Linked DNA regions of Mus musculus: region 2 is linked to region 1. The links are chromatin contacts, called in public promoter capture Hi-C maps. All regions are on one chromosome and are shown on one strand. The core of a region is the stretch at or near the end of the contact, and the rest is flanking DNA. Distances in the headings are between cores, read along the strand shown. Region 1 holds the start of Fbxl15 (F-box and leucine-rich repeat protein 15). Region 2 holds the start of Ina (internexin neuronal intermediate filament protein, alpha).

Evidence for each region. Promoter capture Hi-C pulls out the DNA fragments that hold promoters and counts their contacts.
Region 2: a promoter capture Hi-C map of liver shows a contact between it and region 1, with 3 times the contacts expected there. The contact joins the promoter of Ina here to the promoter of Fbxl15 in region 1. A contact is called at or near these places in 1 of 39 promoter capture datasets (liver) and 1 of 484 Hi-C or Micro-C datasets (embryonic stem cells).

What each region holds. Positions count from the first base shown.
Region 1 is chr19:46,325,841-46,332,635 of GRCm38.p6, reverse strand. Fbxl15 (F-box and leucine-rich repeat protein 15) reads right to left here and starts at 4,452. Exons shown (of 4, transcript NM_133694.2): 1 at 4,110-4,452; 2 at 3,808-3,961; 3 at 3,043-3,548; 4 at 2,190-2,534. The coding sequence starts at 4,162. The coding sequence ends at 2,345. It overlaps Psd (pleckstrin and Sec7 domain containing), which reads left to right and starts at 5,480. Exons shown (of 18, transcript NM_028627.2): 1 at 5,480-5,552; 2 at 6,414-6,469. Cuedc2 (CUE domain containing 2) reads left to right here. Exons shown (of 9, transcript NM_001164291.1): 2 at 1-18; 3 at 580-723; 4 at 818-879; 5 at 963-1,090; 6 at 1,170-1,346; 7 at 1,523-1,584; 8 at 1,656-1,716; 9 at 1,802-2,824. The coding sequence ends at 1,948.
Region 2 is chr19:47,012,020-47,018,814 of GRCm38.p6, reverse strand. It overlaps Ina (internexin neuronal intermediate filament protein, alpha), which reads right to left and starts at 4,134. Exons shown (of 3, transcript NM_146100.5): 1 at 2,996-4,134. The coding sequence starts at 4,060. It also overlaps a transcript of Nt5c2 not described here.

The DNA of each region.
Region 1 (6,795 bases), core at 3,203-5,702:
GCCAGAGGCAGACCTCAGGTAAGGGACAGGCCAGGTTCAGAGAGGCGGCTGCCAGACAATACTGTGGGCGCTGGCCAATGAAAAGGTGATTAGAAACTATTCAGCCCTCTTCTGAGGGAACTGAGTCCTGCAAGAACAGCGAGCACTCTTAACCATGGTGTGTGTGTGTGTGTGTGTATGTGTGTGTGAGAGTGTGAACGCGTGCGCACGTATGCATGTAGGTGCCCATGGAGACCACAAGAGCTGGCAGTATAGGCAGCCACTTCACATGGGTGCTGGAATTAAACTTGGATCCTCTGAAGAACAGTCAGCGCTCTTAACTCCTGAGCCATCTCTCCAGCTCTGGGGAGTTGATTTGTATTTGCTTAGATGGTCTTATCGCTCATATTGTGTCTATCACCTACACTGTATTGATGGAGGACTAAGCTGAAGGACTTGGGAGGAAGTGGGCCTCAAGGACTGAGCTGACTCAGGCCCCCATCCCCCACCCCCAGTGAAACTGTGGAGTGAGGTCTTAGGCTGGGTCGGGCTGCTGCACACATCCAGTGTCCTGCCCTGTGGACTTGTTCTTTCCTACAGTGGCTTGGATGAAGTCATCTTCTCCTATGTGCTTGGGGTCCTGGAGGACCTGGGCCCCTCAGGACCATCAGAGGAGAACTTTGATATGGAGGCCTTCACTGAAATGATGGAGGCTTATGTGCCTGGCTTTGCCCACATCCCCAGGTAAGGCTTGGGTAGGGCAAAAAGGAGGGGGCGGGCCTGGCTGGCTGGGGTTGGGGCAGAGTGGTCCCCCTCACCACCTTCTCTGCCCTTTCAGAGGTATAATAGGAGACATGATGCAGAAGCTCTCGGTGCAGCTGAGCGATGCTAGGAACAAAGGTGAGTTTGGGGACCTGGTATTTGGAGGATTCACATCCCCGCCCGAGCCCTGCCAAATCCGATACCCTCTCTGCCTCTTGAAGAGAACCTGCACCCACAGAGCTCCTGTGTCCAAGGTCAGGTGCCCATTTTTCCAGAGACCCCGAGGCAAGCTGAAAAGCTCGAAGAAGAGAGCAGGCCTCCCGCTGCTCCCGGGAACACCCTAGATGAGGTACTGCGAGAGGACCCACAAAGGGCCTCGGGGTGGGAAGGGAAGAAGCGGAACCGACTGTTGGCCTTTGTGCCCACAGGCAGCTGCGGCAGAAGAACTGCCAGGAGTCGATGTGCTCCTGGAGGTCTTCCCTACCTGCTCTATGGAGCAGGCCCAGTGGGTGCTGGCCAAAGCTCGGGGGGACTTGGAGGAAGCTGTGCACATGCTGGTAGAGGGCAAGGAAGAGGGGCCTCCAGGCTGGGACGGCCCAAGTCAGGTATCCTCTCTCAGCCCCCCCCGCCCTAGTAACCTCAGCTCCATTAGGCCTTCTTGCTAAGTGCACAGCCTGCCTGTCCTCATCGCTGCCCTTCTTGCTAAGTGCATACCCTGCCTGTCTTCATCTCTGCTCATGTTGTTACCACTGGGCTTAGCATAGGTCTCCCGTCTCTGCAGGACTTGCCCAGGCGTCTCAGAGGCCCCCAAAAGGATGACTTGAAGTCTTTCATCCTTCAGAAGTAAGTCTGGGCTGGGCAGGGCCTTGGAGGGTCTTCCAGGTGGCCGGAGCTTCACCCAGTCCGTTTGGCAGGTACATGATGGTGGACAGGGCGGAGGACCAGAAGACTCACCGACCTATGGCTCCCAAGGAGGTAAGAGGGGGTCTGCAGCTGGGGGGTGTGGAATGAGCTGTGCCAAGCCCTGGTTTTCGTCATTCATTGCTTGATTGCCTGACAGGCCCCCAAGAAGCTGATCCGATACATCGACAACCAAGTAGTGAGCACCAAGGGAGAGCGATTCAAAGATGTCCGGAACCCTGAGGCCGAGGAGATGAAGGCCACATACATCAACCTCAAGCCGGCCAGAAAGTACCGCTTCCACTGAGACAGTGCTGGATCCTGCCGAGCACTGCTGATCCCAGAGGGATGCAGACACCCTCCCATCCACCCTGTCCCTTCTGGAGGCCCTTGCTCTAGTGTTCTATTCTTGGGGCTTCCTTCAAGAGCACAGTAAAAGTGGTCCAAGGAAGGTATATGCTCATTCTGCTCATTTCTGCCCCCAGGGCAGGGAAAAAACCTGTCTCTCTGACTAGTTCCCAGCTTCCCGTCCCCTATGCACCACGCAAGAAGGGGTAAAAAGCTCTTTATTTGAAATTCCAGGGTGGGACAGGGGATTTCACAGGCCTGTCAACCACAGGCCCCCACAGTTCAGTTTCCCTATGGCTCAGGGTCAAGCCCGGGCTACACAGTCCAGCTGTGCTCCCACCCCAAGGAAAGTTAGTCAGACCTGTAGGTTGACAAAGGGTGCGAAGCCTGCCATGTCCTGGAGTAGCACCAGAGCCTGGTGCAGGGGTGGTTCCACGTCGATGTCCACACCACGCTTCCGCAAGCGGCTCAGGCTCGGTTCAGCCACATGGTGGCAGTGCCGCACCCGCAGAGAGCGCAGCGCCGGGCAGTACTCGGCCAGTGTCCTGAGGGAGGAGTATGGTGATGCTAGGTGCTGAATCTCACGGTCTGGAGGGCCAGCCCTCTAAACCCGCAGCTGGCTCCAGCAAGTTCTAGCTTTCCCTCCAGCTCAGGGTCTGCTCTTTTTTACTGTACCTAAAGGAAGGGGCCAGGAAGGAATTACAGACTCCAGGCTCATTTGGGGTTTCTGGTTCTTAGAGAGTACCAATCCATAGTTCCTTCCAGTGTTTCTAGATTACCCACCTTGTTGCAGAAATGCCAGAAATCAACTTTATGTGACATTTCTCAGTGTGTCAATCTTGGCTCCCAAGTCTGTTTATTTTTTGTTTTTGTTTTTTTTTTGGGGGGGTTGTTTTGGTTTTGGTTTTTGGTTTTGTTTTGTTTTTAATTGTACACTTTCTAGCCTAAAAAATGCCAGAGGTCTTTCTAATGGGTCTTTGACAAGTACAACCCACCTCCCTATCCCCAAAGTGACTGCCCACTTCCTACAGTACCGCCCCCATGCCCAGGCACCTGACACCGTCGCTTCCGACCCGAAGGCAGCCGGTGAGGTCTAGGTGCTCGAGCTGCGGGCAGTTTCGAGCCAACTCTTGAACCGCAGTGTCCCCAACATTGGCGTTGACTGCTAATGAGAGGCTGCGGAGGCCCGCGCCGCGTCTCTGCGCCAGGTACACGATGGCCTCGTCCTTGAGTTGACGACAGGCGGTGAGGTCTAGCTCCTCCAGAGCCGGGCAGCGGTCAGCGAGGCCACGCAGTGCCAGCCCGTCCACCCAGTCACAGTGAGCGAGGGAAAGGCGCTGCAGACGCGGGCAGCCCTCAGCCAGCGCCCCCAGGGCTCGGCGACTCAGTTGGCCGCAGCCGGCCAGCGCTACGCTCCGGAGCTGTGGATTCCGTGCCAGCACCGGCACCAGGTCCTCGTCCGACAGCCATTCGTGACACGGAGCCAGCGCCAGCTCCTGCAGCCCCTCAGCATCCCGCAGTAGCCGGGCTAGTGCCGCCCGTGGAATCTGTGGACCCACCTACGGGCGGGAGACACGGAGACTCAAGTCTGTCCCCGGGGCGGGCCACTGCCTGGCAGCCGCCTAACTTCGGGACTTTGCCCCCTGCCCTCCCAGAAGGGACACCGAGCTCCCTCCGAGCCGCTGCCCTCTGGAATTCTCCACGTCTCACCCGGGGTCGGGAAGGGTTTACCGCGCAGCAGGGGCTGGCCTGGAGGCGGGGCGACGGTGGTACCCACGCGGGGGCGTGGCGTGGGCGTGGCTCCGGGCCCCGGCTCACCTGAGCGGCGTCGAAGCGGCGCAGCCTCGCCAAGTGCAGCTGAACGAGCGCCCGGAAGGCGCGACTGACGCGCTGCAGCCGGAGCAGCTGGCGCAGCGGGACCCAGTTCAGGACGTGCGGGAGCAGCACGTCTTCCCAGGGCAGGTCCAGGAGCCTGAGGGGGAAAACGGCGTTGACGTCCCCGGGCCGCTGTTACGTGCGAGTCCTTCTGTTATACCCGAGAGTCCCGGCTGGCAAGAGGGATCCGCGTCCGGCCCAGACTCGGCTGCCCTCCCTCCCTAGGCCCCTCCAGTGCTCGGTACCTGACAGCTCCTGGTTCTTGCTCCCCTCCGGACTGCTCCATTGGTGGCTCCATCGCTGTCTACTGCGCGTGCGCAGTAAGCTCCACTCGCTTTGGCCTTGAAGCGGCTGCGGCGAGCCCGCCTCCTTGGTCGGAAGAGACAGACCGATTTAATCGAGTGCGGTCTCACTGAGAATCCTTGTCAGGAAGCTTTTCGGATGGATCCCGAAACTGAGGCAGAACGGACCAGTGATGTACCATTAGATGTCTTCTCAGCTACAGGGCTTGAAGCCCGAGGCTGGAGTAGCGGCGAGCGAACACTGCTTTCGGTCTCCGTTGCGGGCCAGTAGCCGCCTCTGAGTGGTGATGGGAGGAGCAGACAAGGCCAAAGGCAGAAGGGGCGGAGCCAGGACTCCTAGGTTACCCAGTGCCTCCTTCTGTCCTCTGGTCGCCTTTAAGCGACTTTGGAAAAAGAAAAGGGGGAGAGGCTGCCCAGACTATAACTAGCTGGTATGTACTAGGTGCTCAATAAGCAACTGCCAAAAGACTAGATTAAATGGGCGACGCTAGGGCTTTTACTCTCAAGCACACTTGTTTAAACCTGCCATTTCTTGTGAAATGCACAATCATGACATCCATCTCTTTCCACTTCAGGGCAGCGTAGTCCGGCTCTTTGCCTAAGGACAAAGGACTATATAGGACCAGCCAGGTCTGCTTTCCAGCGGTCCAGAGTCCGAGAGGAATTGCCTGCTCAGTGCAGGCCACTAGCCGTACTGCTTTGACTGGTCCTGGATTAATTGTAGGGACATTGTCTTCCCAAAGCTCAACCACTAGGCTCCCCTTTCACTGCACCCCCAGATACTAAGCCCAAGTCCCTCTCTGGAGAACCCCTGGCGTAATATTTTCCTCCAACATCTGAGGTGGGTGTGGGGCATGCGAAAGACTGTAAGACCGCTGCATCCTATCTACATGATTGCGTGCCCTTATGCAAACATTTCAGCCGCTTCGTAACGAAAACTGCTTCCCATCCTTATCAGGGGTTTGGGTACATCAGCAAAGGTAGGAAGGACCGTCCATTTTAAAGACAGGCAAATCGAGGCTCTAGGGAGAAAGCTCCCTAACCAGGATCAAACGAAGCAAGGATAAAGAACCCAGAAATCCTGGTTTTCCCAGAATTCCTTCTACACTACCTCATTACTGAATTGTAGCATAAAGAGAAAAGCCAACTAGCACCGGAAAGACACAAGAGGGTGAAGGTGGATGAGGGGATTGCTTCCTCGTCTCAGTCTACTTGGGGAAGGGGTAGCCTGGAAGGATCTCTGCAAGATTGATGTGGGCGCGCACCACCTCCGGGCGCGCGCCTCCACACCCCCCCCTTTGTTCGCGCCTCTGCGCTTGCGCATTACGACAAATCTGGCGCTGTCCCCTTCAGCACCTCGCGGAACTCGCGCCACCCCTCCCCGCGGTGAGCCCCGCGCACCCCCGCTTCGAACGTCCTCGCACCCTCTGGCCACCCGAATCGACCCTCTCTTTCTTCCCAGGTCATAACTTGCCGGTCTTGGCCTTCCAAAGGAGAATAGTTACCATAGTAACTCGTGTGGCGTTTTCCTAAAAGAGCCAGACCCTTTTCCACCCTGGCCAAGGGCACAAGGTTTGCCTGTGCTTCTTGTCCCAGTCTCGGGGTCATCCCTTCTAAACTCTCGTCCCTGAAAAGGCGGGACGATTAACCTAGGCAGTAAGGAAGTTCCTCCTGGAGTCTGATTTATCCTTCCTCTGCACTCCGGGTTGGGGTTCAGGACAGGACTCCTGGGTCTGAGGTTCAGAACCCCAAAGTGTTTATGACTGCATTCGCTTAATGTCCCTTCCATAGTTGGGTCTTCTGGTTTTAGGGGGCGGGTCCGATCTACTCCGTACCGTGTGCTTTGCGTGGCCGCGTGCTTGTGGGGGCGGGAGCGCGTGTGGCATGTAACAGGTCATGTGGCAGCCTCCTAGGGACACGCGTGGGGTCTGGAGCAGGACAGGCGTATGCATCTGGACCCTACGTGTGGTTCAGATGATGGACGAGAGAGAACTGAACACGAGTGGGGTGGGGCATATGAGGGTTTAGGGAACAGAATGGGGTCTTCCACATTCTCCCTTTCCTCTGGTGTGAGTCTTAGGTAGTGACTAGGTGGTGACATTCTTTGGGACTTAGGGCCCTGGGAATGGAGGGAGGTTGGGGGGGGGGGATTAGCGTTGCTTGAGCAGAGCGTGGGGAGGGGTGGAGGAGGGACTGAGAGGCGGGCGGGCGGGCCTGGAGCGAGCGGGAGCCTTGCTGCTTTTACAGCTGAGCGGGGCCCAGCCTCTCTGCCTCTCTTCGATTCCAGCTCCTGACGAGCAGCGGTGAGTACTGGGGTGCCTTGGAGGAGGGCCTTCACAGGGGAGGTCCAGGCTCCTGTTGAGCTTTAAGAACCTGTCTGGCTGGGGTGCTGCTCCTGACAGCTTTCTCTATGCTGCTGCTTTGCCATCAGAGGCCCGGTTTTCCTTTATGGTCTCTTCTGGGCTGGGCAAGATATTTCATATCCCTGGAGTTGAGGGAGAGGGATGTGGTGCAGCCCCCTCACCCACCCAGACTTGGTTACTGGTGTGGGGAGGAGAGAATGTGTGTCTCTGATTCTGTGAGCAAATATGCATTTGTGTTTATGATTGTGACGAGGAGGTCTCTGATA
Region 2 (6,795 bases), core at 2,885-5,384, 690 kb before region 1:
TAATGGCCCAGGTGACAATAATAGGGTAAGATAGGATGGGGGAGGGGTGGGGTAGGGACCAGATGGAAAAGCTTTTAAAAAAATGAGATTGTCTTTTCCTCCCTTGCCACCCTAATTTCAGAAATGGATCTATCAAGCTATAGATTTATATGTAGCCACTGCCATCTCCCATGGGCCAGACCCTTCCTGCTATTTAATTAGGCTGGGCTCCAATCTCATATTGGAGAAGAGGGCAGACTTGGCTTTTACCTCCCTGGAGAACATTATCCAGCAGTGATCTTGACTGTTCAGCAAGGTCTTTCATGGAAAGCTCTGGCTTTCTAAGACGCCCACAACACAGGTCTGAAAGCCAGTTCTCTCTGAGTCTGTCTCTGCACGGCTTTAGTAACAACTGAAATTCTAACCCAGTGTCCCAGCTATGTAGGGACCAGAGAGTGTCCTTTGCCAGAAAGGAAAGCCTTGTTTTTCCATGCAAAGTGCCTGCCTTTGGCCGGACACAACAACCCTAGTCCTTCCTATTGTGTGCTTACTGTGTTACCTTGAATTAGTCTTTGTCCTTTTGAAAGTATACCAAGTGTTCTGTCTTCAAATAGGCTATTAGCTCCCTGGGGCAGGGAAAATGACTTTGACGGGCACTTTCTTTGTCTTTGAGAGGACTGAATGATTGTAAAAGAAAGATGTGCCCACTTCGAGCCTCTGAACCATTAGGAAGGAACACCTCCCATTACTACTGCAGTGGAAGGGGGGGCTGGGTAACAAGGCAAGAAGACAATGGCTTCACAGTGAGAAGGCTTTTCACCTCTAGTGTTAAGATTGCTAGGAAACAACCAGGAGAGGCAGGCCTTAGTGTTTGCAGGTCTAAGTGTGAGCCCCACCCCAGCAGCGGTCCCTAGGGGTAGGAAATAGCTTTGTGCTGTCTGGCCTCCTCCTCCACTCCCTCAGCAGGCCCTCTGAGGCTTCCAAGGCTGATGGGGAACATGGAGCTGCAGAGCCTGCAGTTACTCCTGCCTCTTGTTTCCTGCAGACTGTGTCTAGACACCCCTACTATTTCCTAGCACCGAAAGCTTGTATTTTAGAGCAAATAAGCCAGAGTGTAAGAGAGCCACAGGAGAGTGCAGCAAAGCCCAATTCAGCTGTTTGGGGTGGGTTAGTTACACGTTTTGCAGAAATACTAGTCCTGAGGAATACCTAATTCAACATTTGCACTAAGTGTGATTAATTCAGATCATCCAGGGCCTAGGACACATACTGAAAAGCTCAACGTACAGATTTTGTAGCAAAACTGGAATATTTATTTGAATAAGACTGTAATATCAGACTAACGAGAGACATCTCAAATAAGACTTTTCCCTTTATGAAAGGGAGCCATTCATAATGGACAGTAAATACCTGCACATCAATAAATTCTCTTGCTTCTGACAAAACGGTACTTTGAAATATGCCATTTCTAGGTTCTATTCTTATTAATGTTCCTTAAACACATTGATTTCATCAAATGTAAAATTCAACCCTAGCTAGAATAAATTATTTCTGAATTATTATATCCCAAAGAGCTTTTATTGTTCATTGTACTTAAACCACCTAATTTTGTGTGTGTGTGTGTTTTTTTCTACATTTTTCATTTGTCCTGTCTTCTGTCTCTGAGCCTTTTGTATTCACAAGCTAGCATGTTCAATGTAGTGAAACTGAGGACACAGTGGCCTTTGTTGTGACGAAAGAGCCAATCATTACCTTCACAGAGCTTACAGGGCAGGGAAAGGTGAAACACAAAAGTCACCTATAACAAAGAAACCATCTCTGTAACTCGCCATGTGCCCATAAGCTGAAAAAGATGTCAAGGTAACAGAGGTTTTCAAGTGAGACCTCACAGCCTTCGAGCCGATTAAAAGGTTTTTGTTAACTGCAAAGCTATCCTTGGAGGCAAAAATTGAAGCTATCTACAAGATGAGCTTTGAGTTCATTTAGCCAAGATTGATTGTGTTACATCAAAAAAAAAAAAAAAAAAAAAAAAAAAAAAAAAAAAGAAGCAGTTAATTGCATTGAGGCCTAGACTTCCTAACTGGGACAATTTGGAAACATAATGAAGCAGGAGACATTTCTGCGTTGGGAGGAACAGGAGATCAGCACCTCGGACAGCGCCCTGACCGGTCTCAAGCTGAACGGGCTCAAAGCTTGTTTAGTAGATGGACAAGGAAACTGCGCGTGTGTCTCGCGGGTTTCGTGTGTGTGTGTGTGTGTGTGTGTGTGTGTGTGTGTGTGTGTGTGTGTGTGTGTGTGCGCCCGCGCGCGCAAGGGTGGGGCAAGGCAGTTGTCATTAGCTTAAATATGCTACATCCCACTCCTTTTTTAGAGCAAAACTCAAGAAAGTGAGCCTTCTTCCCAATCCTAAAGCGGACGATACTCTGTAAATATCAATTCTCAGTAAGACTCAGAAAAGACTTCTCAAAGTCAACTAAACAAACCAGATTCTTAAGTACCCGCCCACAGAAGCCATGACCTGCGCCCTCTGGGGACACTTTGGGTCGGCACTGTTCTGTTAGTGTGTCTGTACTCTTGGTGACAGGAAGGCATGGTTACTTTTTTTTTTTTTTTTGACTCCTAGAAAGATTAAAGACTCCTTTGTTAGAAGAGTTCAGACAAGCGACTGGGGGTGGGGTTGTGGCTCCGTGTTACTGCATATGCCTAGTATATGCATGAAGACTTGGGCTCTGTGCCTCAAACTCCCCCACCCTCCAAAATAGAGGGCGAAGACATCAAGGGCTTGAAGAGCTAGCTTCCAGGCACATACAGTCCACATTTGCGGCTGCATGCGTGAGACTTCGTGGTTTTTTTTTTAATTTGTTTGTTTGTTTGTTGACTGACGCCTCTAGTCAACGCTCCCCTCTCTCCCCTTTCCCTCCCGTGGTTTCCTAGGGCACCAGTTTACAGGGAGTGAAGCTATCTCTGTACGGAAAAGGACAGGGCACTCTTTCCTATGCAGCATCCCAGCCCTTACCTGGTAGCCGGCCACCTCAGCGCTGTGCCGCTCCTCCAGTTCCAAGATCTGCCTCTCCAGGGACTCATTGGCTCCGCGCAGACCCTCTATCTCAATGGTACGTGCCTGGAGCTGGCGCCGGTACTCGTGGATCTCCTCTCGGCTGGCTCGGATGGCTTCGGTGCTGCGCGCAGCCTGCTCGTTTAGGTTGGCGAACTTGGACTTGTACCACTCCTCGGCGGACTGCAGGTTCTTAGCGGCCAGGGACTCATACTGCGCGCGGATCTCCCTCAGCGCCGAAGTCAGGTCTGGTTTAGCCACGGCCACGTCCACCTCGGCGGCGGCTTGCGAAGACGCCTGCAACGTGGCCAGGAGCTCGGCCACCTCCTCGTCGTGGACCTGGCGCACGAAAGCCAGCTCGTCCAGCAGCGACTCCACCTTCTTCTCCAGATCCAGGCGGGCCAGGGTGGCGCCGTCCACGTCGCGCTGCTGCGCCTTCAGGGCGCGCTCGGCGCCTTCGCGCCCGCGGCTCTCCTCCTCGCAGCGCGCCCGCAGTCGCTGCACCTCCTCGGCCAGCCCATCGCGCTCCAGCAGGGCCTGCGCGCGCGCCGAGCTCGCCTCCTCCAGCTGCGCGCGCAGCTCGCGCAGCTCGCGCTGGAAGAGCTCGCCGACGCGCGACGGCTCGGCGTGGCGCTGGCGCAGCGCGGCCAGCTCGGCCTCGAGCGCACGGTTCTGCGTCTCCAGCTGGTGCACCTTCTCGATGAACACGGCGAAGCGGTCGTTGAGGCCCTGCAGCTGCTCCTTCTCGTTAGTGCGGATGATCTTGTACTCGTTGGTGCGCGCCGCCGCCTGGCTCAGGTCCAGCCCGTCGGAGGCCGGCAGGCGGCGGTAGGCCAGGCCCAGGCCGAGGGACGAGGCCGAGGAGCAGGCGGCCGTGGAGGCCACATTGCTGCGGGACAGCGACTGCGAGCGGAAGCTGCCCGAGCCTCCCGGCCCGGACAGGCGCGCGGAGAGGCGCGAGCTGTCCCCGAACACCTTGCGGTAGGAGGAGGCGGAGCACAAATAGTGCTCCGATCCGAAGCTCATGGTGCCGGGGTCGGGGCCGGGTGCGCGGCTGCGGCGGGACCTGGCGAGGACGCGAAGGTGCGGCAAGGCTGGGTGCGGCGGGGCGGTGTGCGGGGCTTTTAAGGCGCGGGGTTGGGGCGACGCGCTAGGGGTGGAGCTTCATCTTCAGATCGAGCGGGGAGAGGAAGGGGGGCCTGCGGGGGCGGGGGAGCGCAGTGCCACCGCAGCTGCGCGCCACCGTCCTGGGCCGTCCCTGTCCGCTGCGCCTGTACCCCAAGAATCTGCCTTGGGAATGACCGGAGGGGAGGGAGTGCCCAAACAACCTTGGCTTCCCGGCCGAGCGCTCTCAGCTCTTTGATGGCGTTAGAGCCTGTCCTTTTTTTTCTGCTCTTATCCCCCACGGAGAGGAGGTTTTTCTGAAAGGTGTCCTCTATTCTCATCCGCATCCCAGAGTTCCCAAGGGTAAGGCCCTGTTCCTCTCCACTCTTTACAGGGGGAGCGGGCAACCCCCTCTTTATCTCCTGGCTTAGGCGGCTCCTGGTTCTCTTCGGAGAAAGTGGGACCACTTCAGAGAGCATCCCTCAGTTCCGCCACCACAGGAGATAGGATTCGCAGAAAGAGTGAGATTCTCGGGGACATTGGTGACGAACAAGAGGCTGATTTTTTTTTTCCCCAAGGGTGCAAAGGGTTACCGGGAGGAAAGCGGTCTGTCCTGGAAAGGACAAAGCGTTGAGAATTAGCAGGATTCACCTCTAGACCTCCAGTCACCGTGCGTGCCAGGACCGCAGGCTGCTAGAAAGGCTGCAGGCTTTGGTTTAAACAAACAAAAAGCCCCAAACCAACAACAAAACACATTAGATTTTAAAACGTTTCAAAACTGGATTTCTAGTCAGGAGGTTTCATCTAAACAGAAACTGGATTGATTTTGATCTTTTAATGCCCAGCCCCTGCTACTCTTGAAAGCAGAAGGTTTAGGATGACTGCGGTGGGCGAGTGCCTTTGTTTAAGTGCGTTGTTCCTCAGGGCTCCCAGCACTTCAGAGTCACCCCTCTTACCCCGGTTTTTGTTTTTTTGTTTTTGTTTTTATCTGTCTGGCCCTGCAAGCGTTTGACAATCCATTCTGAATTGGACGGGAGCACCATTTTCTGTGGGGATTAGTCTTTGGACCAAAGACTCATTTCCAGGAGTGAGGCAGAGGAGCAGGGCTGACAGAATTGGCCGTCCTCGCCACACCCGGTTAGGATGGAGTGGGAGCCTGAACGATAGATGGATCTAGTTTACCTTCTATCCTGTGGCACAACTCCAGGAAATGTGAAGCCCTTTGCTTTCTAGTTCCGAATTCCAAACTTACATTTGTTTGTTTTGAAACAAGGCTCCCATTCTGTGCCCCTAGTAGCTAAGTTGGTTTTGCTCTCAGTCTAAGCTGGCCTTGAGCTCCTGGCAATCCTCCTGCCTCTGCCTCCCACATGCAGCAGTCACCAGTGTGGCCCACCATAGCTGGCCCTTATCACCTTTTATGATCTTGGGGTTCTAGAACAAGTTTTGTTTCACTTCATGAAGGGATGTATTACTTGGACAGGACTCTGAAAGTAAGAGAAAAGTCATTTTATGGAACATATCCCCTGGCTTTGTGTCACAGCTGCCCTGTCTCCTTACCATTTACCAAAAACCCGAGCTAAAAACCATGCTGGTTTTTTTCGGGCTCTGTAAGACTCGGATGCTGGAAGACACCAGTGGTGGTGAGGAATTACTGCCTGGCAGTCATGGTGGAGTGCTTGAGTGTGGTTTTGTCTTTCTTCTGGCCGGTTTTCAAGATGGCTGTCATTCCTGGCCCAAGGCCACCAGGAAGCAACGGCATACATTCTTTCCAACACGGAATTTCTCTTAGTTTCACGAGACTCTTGTCATCTTTTGTAGCCAGAATAGGGCTCAGTAGGCTTCAGAGAATTTTGGTCAATAGCAGATGACCGGGGTTATATTTGAAGATCATTGAACTGAGAGGTGATGGGTGTGCATCTCGACCCTCCCTTGCTTACCGTGTAAGAGTGACAGCACCACAGCGCCTCTCGTGGTGGCGGAAGGCCGAGATGGCGCACCTGATTGTGCTGTTCATTCTGCTTCTGGATAAGGATATCTCTGCCATCTCTGGAACTCATACACATTTGCCTCCCAAGTGCTGGGGTTAAAGGAGTGTGAAACCATACCTGGCTGAAATACAATTTTTTTTTGTTTTTTTTTTTGTTTTTGAGGCAGGGTTTCTCTGTGGAGCCCTGGCTGTCCTGGATGGAACTCACTCTGTAGACCAGGCTGGCCTCGAACTAAGAAATCTGCCTGCCTCTGCCTCCTGAGTGCTGGGATTAAAGGTGTGTGCCACCATGCCCAGTGTGAAGATCTATGTATTTATTATATGTAAGTACACCGTAGCTGTCTTCAGACACTCCAGAAGAGGGAGTCGGATCTCCTTACGGATGGGGTTGTGAGCCACCATGTGGTTGCTGGGATTTGAACTCAGGAACTTCGGAAGAGCAGTCGGGTGCTCTTACCTACTGAGCCGTTTTGGCCTTTGAACTACTGATCCTCCTGCTTCCTGGAAAGTGCTGGAGTCACGGGGGTATGCCTCCATCCCCAGTTTATACAGCTGGGGCACCCGAGGCCTCAAGCAGGCTGAACAGACATTCTACCAACACAGATACACTCCCAGCCTCTTTAAAGAAAATTTTAAACATAACATACAAGTAACGGGGTTCATTATGGTG